2 separate regions of the Muntiacus reevesi genome follow, and region 2 is linked to region 1. Evidence: chromatin contacts called from public Hi-C data. All regions are on one chromosome and are shown on one strand. The core of a region is the stretch at or near the end of the contact, and the rest is flanking DNA. Distances in the headings are between cores, read along the strand shown. Region 1 holds the start of ZSCAN20 (zinc finger and SCAN domain containing 20). Region 2 holds the start of USP40 (ubiquitin specific peptidase 40).

The links. A called contact is a pair of places that touch in the nucleus more often than the background predicts.
Region 2: a contact with region 1 is called in a Hi-C map of muscle, with 6 times the contacts expected there. The contact joins the promoter of USP40 here to the promoter of ZSCAN20 in region 1. A contact is called at or near these places in 2 of 3 Hi-C or Micro-C datasets (blood and muscle).

The regions. Positions count from the first base shown.
Region 1 is chr1:170,743,631-170,747,897 of mMunRee1.1, reverse strand. It overlaps ZSCAN20 (zinc finger and SCAN domain containing 20), which reads left to right and starts at 1,670. Exons shown (of 10, transcript XR_010660508.1): 1 at 1,670-1,700.
Region 2 is chr1:171,712,090-171,716,536 of mMunRee1.1, reverse strand. It overlaps USP40 (ubiquitin specific peptidase 40), which reads left to right and starts at 2,379. Exons shown (of 33, transcript XR_010660511.1): 1 at 2,379-2,482; 2 at 3,574-3,791.

The DNA of each region.
Region 1 (4,267 bases), core at 421-2,920:
TTGTGTAGTGTCTCCCTTATCTTTTACTCGGAAGGGTCTTTGCCTCTCTTCCTCCTTGCCATGATTATTCCCTTGAGGTGTTAACAAGGGATAGACTGGCTCTTCATCCTGTTTCTGCTGTTGCTTCCATTTCCAAGAGCAAATGGGGGGCTGCTTGTAAATTTCTCAACTGGATCCCGCCTATTTCTTACCTCTGGAAATGCAAAGAGTAGGCTGGCTAATCGTAAATGTCCAACCTGGAGATTGTCTATCTCCTACCTCAGCGCTAGTAGTAAAGAACTTGTCTGCCAATGCAGGAGATGTAAGAGATGTGGGTTCAGTCCCTGGTTCAGGAAGATCCCCTGGAAGACAGCATGGCAACCCACTCCAGTATTCTTGCCTGGAGAATTCCATGGACAGAGGAGCCTGGTGGGCTACAGTACATGGGGTCTCAAAGAAACAGGTACGACTGAAGTCAGGTAGCACGCATGCAGTTATTATTAAACTCCTTTGCCAGATGTGACAGGCCCTTTACATATTTTCCCCATTTATTCCTAGCAGGTAGATGACATTATTGTAATTCCAATTTTATAGCTAAGAAAACTGAGGCATAAAGAGGTTAAGTAATTTGCCCCAGGTTTCACAATTAGTGAAACCAACTACATCCTGCATATGAAAGTACGAAATGTCAGACACAAGCAGTTTGACTTCAGAAACCTTGCTTTCCCTGCATTATCTCATATATCTTCACAATACCCTGCAATGTAAGTTCTATCACTTGCATTTTACCTACCAAAAAACTTAAGCCAAAAGAGACGCAGTCATTTGTTCAAGGCCACATAGCTGTGAAGTCACTGGGCTGGAATTTGGATCCTTGTCTGACTACAAAACTCACATTCTCAAACCCATGTTAGATTGCTCTTACTCCAAAGTATTCATAACGGAACAAAGCAACTGCATTTATATTAAAATTATTCTGGTGATTAATACTCTAATAACGATTAACATTCTTCCAGCACGCAGGAAGTGCCAAGCTCCCTACTATTTACATGATAATAGCTAATATTCCCTGTGTATTATTAAGACCCCGGTTCTGAGTTAATCGTTTTATGTGTATTATTCCAGTAAGTCTCACAAAAACCCAGCGACACGGATGCGATTATTATCTTCACTTCACAGGTGAAGAAAGCGAGATTCACCATTGATCCAAAGTTACGCAGCTTAACTGTGAACTGGAAATTGAACCTACTATTGTCCAACTCTCTCCCGCCCTCCAGGTGCGTCACCTCTAGTCACCCTCTCTCCTTATTTCTTATTGTTTCTGCTTTGATCTACCCCCGGCCTCCGAATCTTGCTCCGCGCTTCAAGAGACTCCGCCCCTTCGACTTGAATGCCCGCCCCCTGGGCGGTGCCGTTATTCCAGAGCCTGTGGAAAGGACCGGGATCACAGCAGGCCCCGCCCCCATGCGTAATAATTTCTTTCGATTTGTTCTGGTGCCGGGGACACGGAGGAGATGGTGCATCTATTGGCTGACAACACCTGCAAGACCGCAAACGAGGAGGGGGCGGGGCCACACGCTTGCGCTCACGCGGTTCCTTCTGGGAGTTGTAGTCACAGACGCGCCATTCACGGGGTGGCGCGGTTCGGACTCCGCGTCCCAGCATTCCCTGCGCGAGTCCTGGAGCACTTCCGCCCTGTTGTGAAGTGGGTGTCTCGGTGGGTGAGTCCGGGTGGCTGGGCGAGGGCAGCTGAGACTCAAGGCTCTGGGCTGGAGGAGACTTAGGACGTGGTGGTTATCATAGGGGGTCGGGGAAGGTGAGACGGGAGAAAGAAGCTTTTATGTGGGCTGGGGAGTGAGGGACGGTCAGAGGATGAAGCGTCCGGAGATGGAAAGGGTCATAGAGGGGTCGGGGATGAGGAGGTAGGTAGAAGGCCCTTGCAGTGATGAGATTCTTAGAAAGCTCTGTAGTTGAGGAGGATCGGAAGAGGTTCTGAAGGTGGAAGGGTCTAGAGACCTCATAGGGAAGAAGAGAGGGTTCTGGGGCCGTGGCAAGAAGTGAGGGAAAAGGGCCTGAGCTTGAAGCCTGACCTTAAAGAGAGTGTTCGAGCCTCTACCTGCTCATCTAAAACAAACATTTGATACCCGCATACACTTTCTCTAATGGTCATGACCTCTGGAACCCAGAGGGTGGGCTCTTGTGTTCTGCGCTCAACCTGCACTTCTTTCCTTCTGCCTGATGGAAGTAAATGTACCAACATCCTCTTTACCCAGGTGCCCTCTGATTCCCCTTGCATTCTTCCACATCCAGGGATCTTCAGATCTTTTAATTTCGTTAATGTATGTTGAGTATTTCCTTATCAGGGATTTTGTTGAAACCTACACTTTGTCACCTTCACAGGTTGGACAGACATGTTGTGGCTGCTGTGATCTGTTGAACCCACAGATCAGATTAGGCCTTCTACTTAAAAACCTTCATTAACTCCCATCACCTATGGAATTAAGTCCAGATAATTTAGCCTGACATTCAAGACCCTTCATGAACTCCTTTTCCATCCTAGTCTTTGTGCTGGCAAGGTTATCGCCATATCTTGGGGAGGCTGTTTGATTTTCCACCATTATACATGCTGTTCTCTCTGCTCAGAATACACGTTCCCCCCAATCTCTGCTCAGAGACTCAGTCTTTTTTTCTTTTTTCTAGAACCAAATCAAAGGTTACTTTCTTCATTTAAGTCACCCCCACACCCCAGCTCCCACAGACCTCTTTTATTGCATTTACCACATTTGATCATAATTGTCTGTGATTTTTCTATTGTTGTTGTTGCTTCCACTATACTGTGAGTATCTTCAGGACAGGAACACTTTCTGCATCACCTCCATTTCCCCATTGCCCAGCCCAGAGTAGTAAGTACTTAATATATTAAAATCAAGTAAATCAGTAAATGCTTGATGAATATGTGAATAAAGACTGTCCAGGGTGAGCATTGCTGTACCAGGCTTGAAGACTGCTACTTCTAGTGGATTTCTAGGGCTGTGAGCTTTAGTATCCTGTCAGGGTTGTCTTTGCTGTCAGCTGGTTCAGTGCCAACAGGACTTTAAACCAGACGTGGCAAATGCCCATAATGTGTGCTCCTTCGCCCCCTCCTGTGTCTGGCGGTCGCAACTTATTGATCACAGTACATGTTCACATGGGATCATGGGATGCAGAGTCCTTAGCACAGTTGACTGTAGTTGGTGCTTTAAATGAAACCTGTTTGCTGTCCCTGGTTTAAGTCCTTAAGTGTAGGCTTGGGCTGCTCTAAGCAGTAGCCTGGACAGTCAGCCAAGTGAACTTGATAGCCTTTGGGAACTCCCAGTTTCTTTCTCTTTGGAGGTCACAGACTAGTCTTGGCCTTTCCCAGGAGACTGGGGCACATCTTCTCTTGCAGCCTGTCATTCACTGGGACGACGCCACTCCCCATGTCTGCATGCACACTCAGGGAGTCGGGATGCCTCCCTGCTTCTCTGGGTTTGTTTATAAAGGGAGCCTGGCTCTGATGACACGTCCTTCATTGCTGAGGGACTCTGTGCCCTTTCTAAATCTTCCTGGCTATTGGAAGAGACCTTTGAGATCATTTAGCTGAAAGGTGGCAGGGTAACAGCCCATGCTGAATGCAGCCTACCATCACGCTCTAGTTAGTCCTCACAGTGTTTGAAACAGTTTTGAGTTGGTTGCCAACATTTTGGAATCCAGAGTTCTGGCTCCTCTGAGAAAAGCTGGAAGGCCTGTGAATACTGGGTCAGTTGTGTCCTGGTGCTCTATAGTTGGCTGCAGTCGCTACTCCATCCATGTACTCACTTACATTGCCTAACCCCATGCCATTCACATATGCAGCCACTGGTTCTAGTCTTCCTGTCCTTTGCTATGCACCGTCTTACTAGTTGGGGAGCCTGGGGCACCCGATGAGTAGGGTCTGGCTACTGTAGTCTGGATAGGCGGCTGCTAAGGCCATGTGACCTGCCCAGAGTCACGCAGCTGGTAAAACGCAGAAGTGGAGCTGGTACCCCGATCTGCTCACTCCTGCCTTCACGCTCTCTCCACTCTCCATACCGTCTTCTCAGTCGTTTGGATGACTGTCTCATCTGTGGAATGGTTAGGAGAAGTGACCGGAGAAAATGAACCTGGGCTTAGATCTCAACTCTGCCACTTGCTGGTGGTGGAACATCACACGAATCTTCACAGAAGCTCAGTTCCTTATATGTAAATTGGGGATGTAGTGAAATCATACGTTACAAGGATAATTATATAG
Region 2 (4,447 bases), core at 1,130-3,629, 970 kb before region 1:
TTGATCTCCATATGTTAGTGTTATTAATGAAAACACAACTAATATTTTTAGTGTGGACTGCTGCAGGGGCTACAGGGCAGATTGGGATCAATCTCCATCTTGGAGATACTGACAGAAAGAGCGTATCTGACTTTGTTAGAGACATGGGTTACAAGAGAGGAGCGTATCATCCTGAAGCCTGGATGAAAGAGAAGGTCATACGTTGTTTAGAGAGCTCTGAAAATTTTAAGATGGAAATTTCAGATGGATGATTTAGAGTTTGAGATGGACTTATAATGAAGGAGGGATTTCCCGGTAGCTCAGCTGATAAAGAATCCTCCTGCAATGAGGAAGACCTGGGTTCAGTCTCTGGGTTGGTAAGATTCCCTGGAGAAGAGAAAGGTTACCTTCTCCAGTGTTCTAGCCTGGAGAATTCCACAGACTGTATAGTCCATACAGTCGCAAAGAGTCAGACAATACTGACTCTGAGCAACTTTCACTTTTAGTTTTCACTTTATAATGAACGGAGTGACAAGGATCTGGGGGGGGGGGGGGTGGATGTCCCTTGCAGTGAGGACACGATTCAGGTCACAGAAGCACGAAGGCATATGGTATATTTGGAAGCACTTTAACTGGAGAATAGTTGAGTCATAAGAAATACAGTATGAAGAGTGTTTGGACCATGGAGGAGTTTCTGCAGTAGATACCAAGGAATCACCAAAGCCTCCTCGGTAAAGAAACATAAGCTTGGGGCAAGTTTCAGACAGATCTCATAGTGACTCGCAGGATGGGCTGGATAAAGTGGCAGTCCACCCTAAAAGGTTGTCATCCTAAAGTGGATGAGACTTATAATGATAAAGGATCTGACAGGAAGAGAGGGAACCATGGAACAAGCATTGCCCAGGCAATACTCTGAGTCACAAATGATTTGCTTCATGTGAAAAAGATGAAGTTTCAAATACAGCTCCAAGACCTGGGAACAACAGTGGTGTTAATAAACCATTCATTCATTCAACGCATATCTATTAAGATCCTGTACTGACCCAGTCACTGTTGAGATGGCAGGGATAGAGCTGGGCACAAGGGTGAGCTTGTATCCTCAGGAGCTAATCTTCCAGGGCTCATTCTTGATCTGAGAATGGAAATTTGAGGAATATTTACTCAAATTTGAGGAAGAGGGAATTGAAGCACAGAAGGCAAAGAAGTGATCAAAAGGCAGTAAGGGAAATGGCAGGATAGACTGCCTCAGAGCCAGGGAGGAGAGTCACGAAGAGGAGGCTGCCAAGAGAAATGAGACCCTGAAAACCAGCAATTCCCACTGTGGTTTCCTGACCTAGACCTTCAGCCTGCTGGCTGGTCCCTGGCCTCCAGTGCTTTTCCTCCTGACAATCCTGAACATTGCAACCACAGAACTGTCCCTCCTGTGTTCCAAACACAAACCCCTCAGGCTGGCATTCACTTTGACTTCTGCCTTTCGACTTTGTCTATCACTATTGCTGTTCTCAATCTCTGAAACCTTTAGCTTAAGTCAAAATGATTTTCTTCCCTTCGGCCTCATTCGTTCTTGGATGGAAACTGGATGGGACAGGAGAGATGCCAGAAGAGCCAAAAAAAACTACCCAAAGAGCCCAACAAACGTGCTCAAGCGGGCAAAAGAGCATGATTTTGAGTTATTTTTAGTGTACCTTTGGGTATGAGGGTCTTCCCTGGTGGCTCAGATAGTAAAGAATCTGCCCACAATGCAGGAGACCCGGGTTCCATCCCTGGGTTGGGAAGATCCCCTGGAGAGGGGAATGGTAACCCACTCCGGTATTCTTGCCTGGAGAATCCTATGGACAGAGGAGCCTGTCGGGCTGCAGCCCATAGGCAGGCAGAGTCCGACACAAAAGTTGGACACGACGGAGCGACTAACACTTTCCTCTTTCTTTTCTTGCGTATGAGAGTTGGTGCAGACAAAACAAATACTGAGGACGTTATAAAGGATCAAAGTTATGTGGAACACTTTTCACTGGAGATACACTTTGTAAAATGTCTTTGAAAGTATACGGCACCCTTAAAGCTCTACACAAATATTTCCAAGGTTGAAGTAACCTGCCATTAGCCAAGCCAAAAGACAAGCGATCTTTGTATTCTCTAACTAATATGAATTGCGAATAGCAATAAATACAAACTTTAAAAAACTGAATGAAAAAAAAAAAAACTGAATGAATGAGTGGCCGCCTGATCCAGAGAATCCCCGAACGTGCCAGTAGACTAGAAGCGAGCACCGTCCACCGTATCAGATGTCCGAAATCTCGGAGCAAAAGAACTACATTACCCATGAGATCCTGCGCGGCAGGCCAGCAGTCCCGCAGGGCATCCTGGGAGAAGTAGTCCGCGCGTTCCATAAATAGCTCACGCACGGAGCGGCGGGAGAGCTGCATACGCCATCATGGCGGCGCCCCGTTGCGGCGCGTCCTTTTGCTTCGAATTTTGTCCGGGGCGGGGGTCTGGGCTTTAGGCTGTAAGTGGGGTCGGCGGCCGGGGTTCTCGGGAGGGACGAAGCGGGCGTAGGGACTGTGTGGGCAGCACTGCCTGAGGCGGGCTAGGCGAGAGGCTGCTCGGGCCGGCCCCGAGATGCGGCGTCCTCCTGGCGTGGGGGGTCTGCGGTTCCCCGCCGCGGGGACCGCTTCCTTCTCGCGCCCGTAGGCACCGTGGTGGCTTGGAAGGACTTGAGGGCCTGGCCTCGGCCGTGGCGTGGGGGAGACCAGAATTCAGACCACGCGCTCGAGGCCACACTTTCACGTTCCAATTTTTTGTGATTTTTTTCTGAGGAACGGATTGAAAAGAAAAATAATTTTACTTCAGCGTTTCCTGTCACTTAGGTACTGGGCTAGGCCCTTTGCGTTTCTCATCTCCCAAAGAACCCTTCTCCACAATCGATGTGAGGGAGACCTTGAGCTGATGCTTGACGTCCCAGGAGCTAATGTCGGGATCACTGGATAAATATTGTGAGACTTTGAGGCCCGACGACTTAAATGGCTATTTTTTTCCACCAGTGAAACTCCGGGCTCTCCAGCTTTGGGGCCGGTATTAAATTCCTGTACGGATTAGTTTGTTCTGTTTAACTTTTTTAGCTGTCACAATCTGGTACAAGGAGTGTGAGAAGCAGAGATTTGGGGAAGTGATTCACGGTCCCCAGGCTCTTGTCAAGGCTTAGAATCTAGGATTGACTTTGCCACCTCAGCGGATTAGGTGTATTGATGGGGTTTTTTTCTTTTTTCATTAGTGATATCCGTATGGCTTAAAAAAAAAAAAAGCTGTCATTTATTATGGGCTAAACCCTGTAGACTAAATGCCTCTCTTTCATTATTTGGTTTTTTAAAAGTGACCCTGGATGACAGTTGGTATTCAATTTTTACATGGAACGCAGGTTAAGGAACTCGCCCAAGGTCACACAGGTAGTGTGGAACAGGGATGAAAAAAATTCAGGTCTTGCTGCCTCCAAAGCCCAGACTTCTTAAGGAGCAACTTAAAATACTCCCAAGGGGGAGATGTGGAAAAATTCTGTTTTAAAAATAAAGGCACTTATATAACATGTCATATTTTTTTAAGGGTAGTATTTAGTTTCACAATGTTTGGGGACCTATTTGAAGAAGATTATTCCAGTGTGTCAAATAATCATTATGGAAAAGGGAAGAAATTAAAGACCAAAGCTTTGGAGCCACCTGCTCCTAGAGAATTCACCAATTTAAGTGGAATCAGAAATCAGGGTGGAACCTGTTACCTCAATTCCCTTCTTCAGACTCTTCATTTCACACCTGAATTCAGAGGTATGATATGTTACATGCGTTTGGCTAGTAATGTGTACCCTCATCTCTACATGTAGTTAATCATGCAGAATCACAAGTAGATGAATTATTTTAAATGTGTATTCCACAGTATGTGTTAACTGTTCCTGTGAGGGACATAAGTTGATAATTGTCTGCAGAGAAATGTGCAGCTTAAATTATGAATGTTTTCTGTATGATCACAGTATTGTTCAGTAACAAACTAAAAATTAAGCAATGTATTTCTTTTGTAACTCCTTCCTGTAATTTAGGATATGGGGCTTCCCTGGTGGCTCAGTCGTAGAGAATCTGCCTCCCAGTGCAAGAGACGAAGGTTTGATCCCTGGGTGGGGAAGAGCCCCTAGAGAAGGAAATGGCAACTCATTTCAGTCTTTTTGCCTGAGAAGTCTCATGGACAGAGGAGCCTGGGGGGCTCCAGCCCATGGGGTGACGAGAGAGTTGGACCTGACTTAAGAGACTAAATAGCGTAATTTAAAATACAACATAAAGACAATTTTGTCATGAGGGCCAGTCTTCATTATTGTTTCAGTATTTGTATTTTTTTTATCTTTTCAAAGTAATAAACACTTAAACCAGAGTTACTCAATGCAGTTATATGCTTCTCTTTGGAGTGGGGAGGTGTTGTCATATTAATTCAT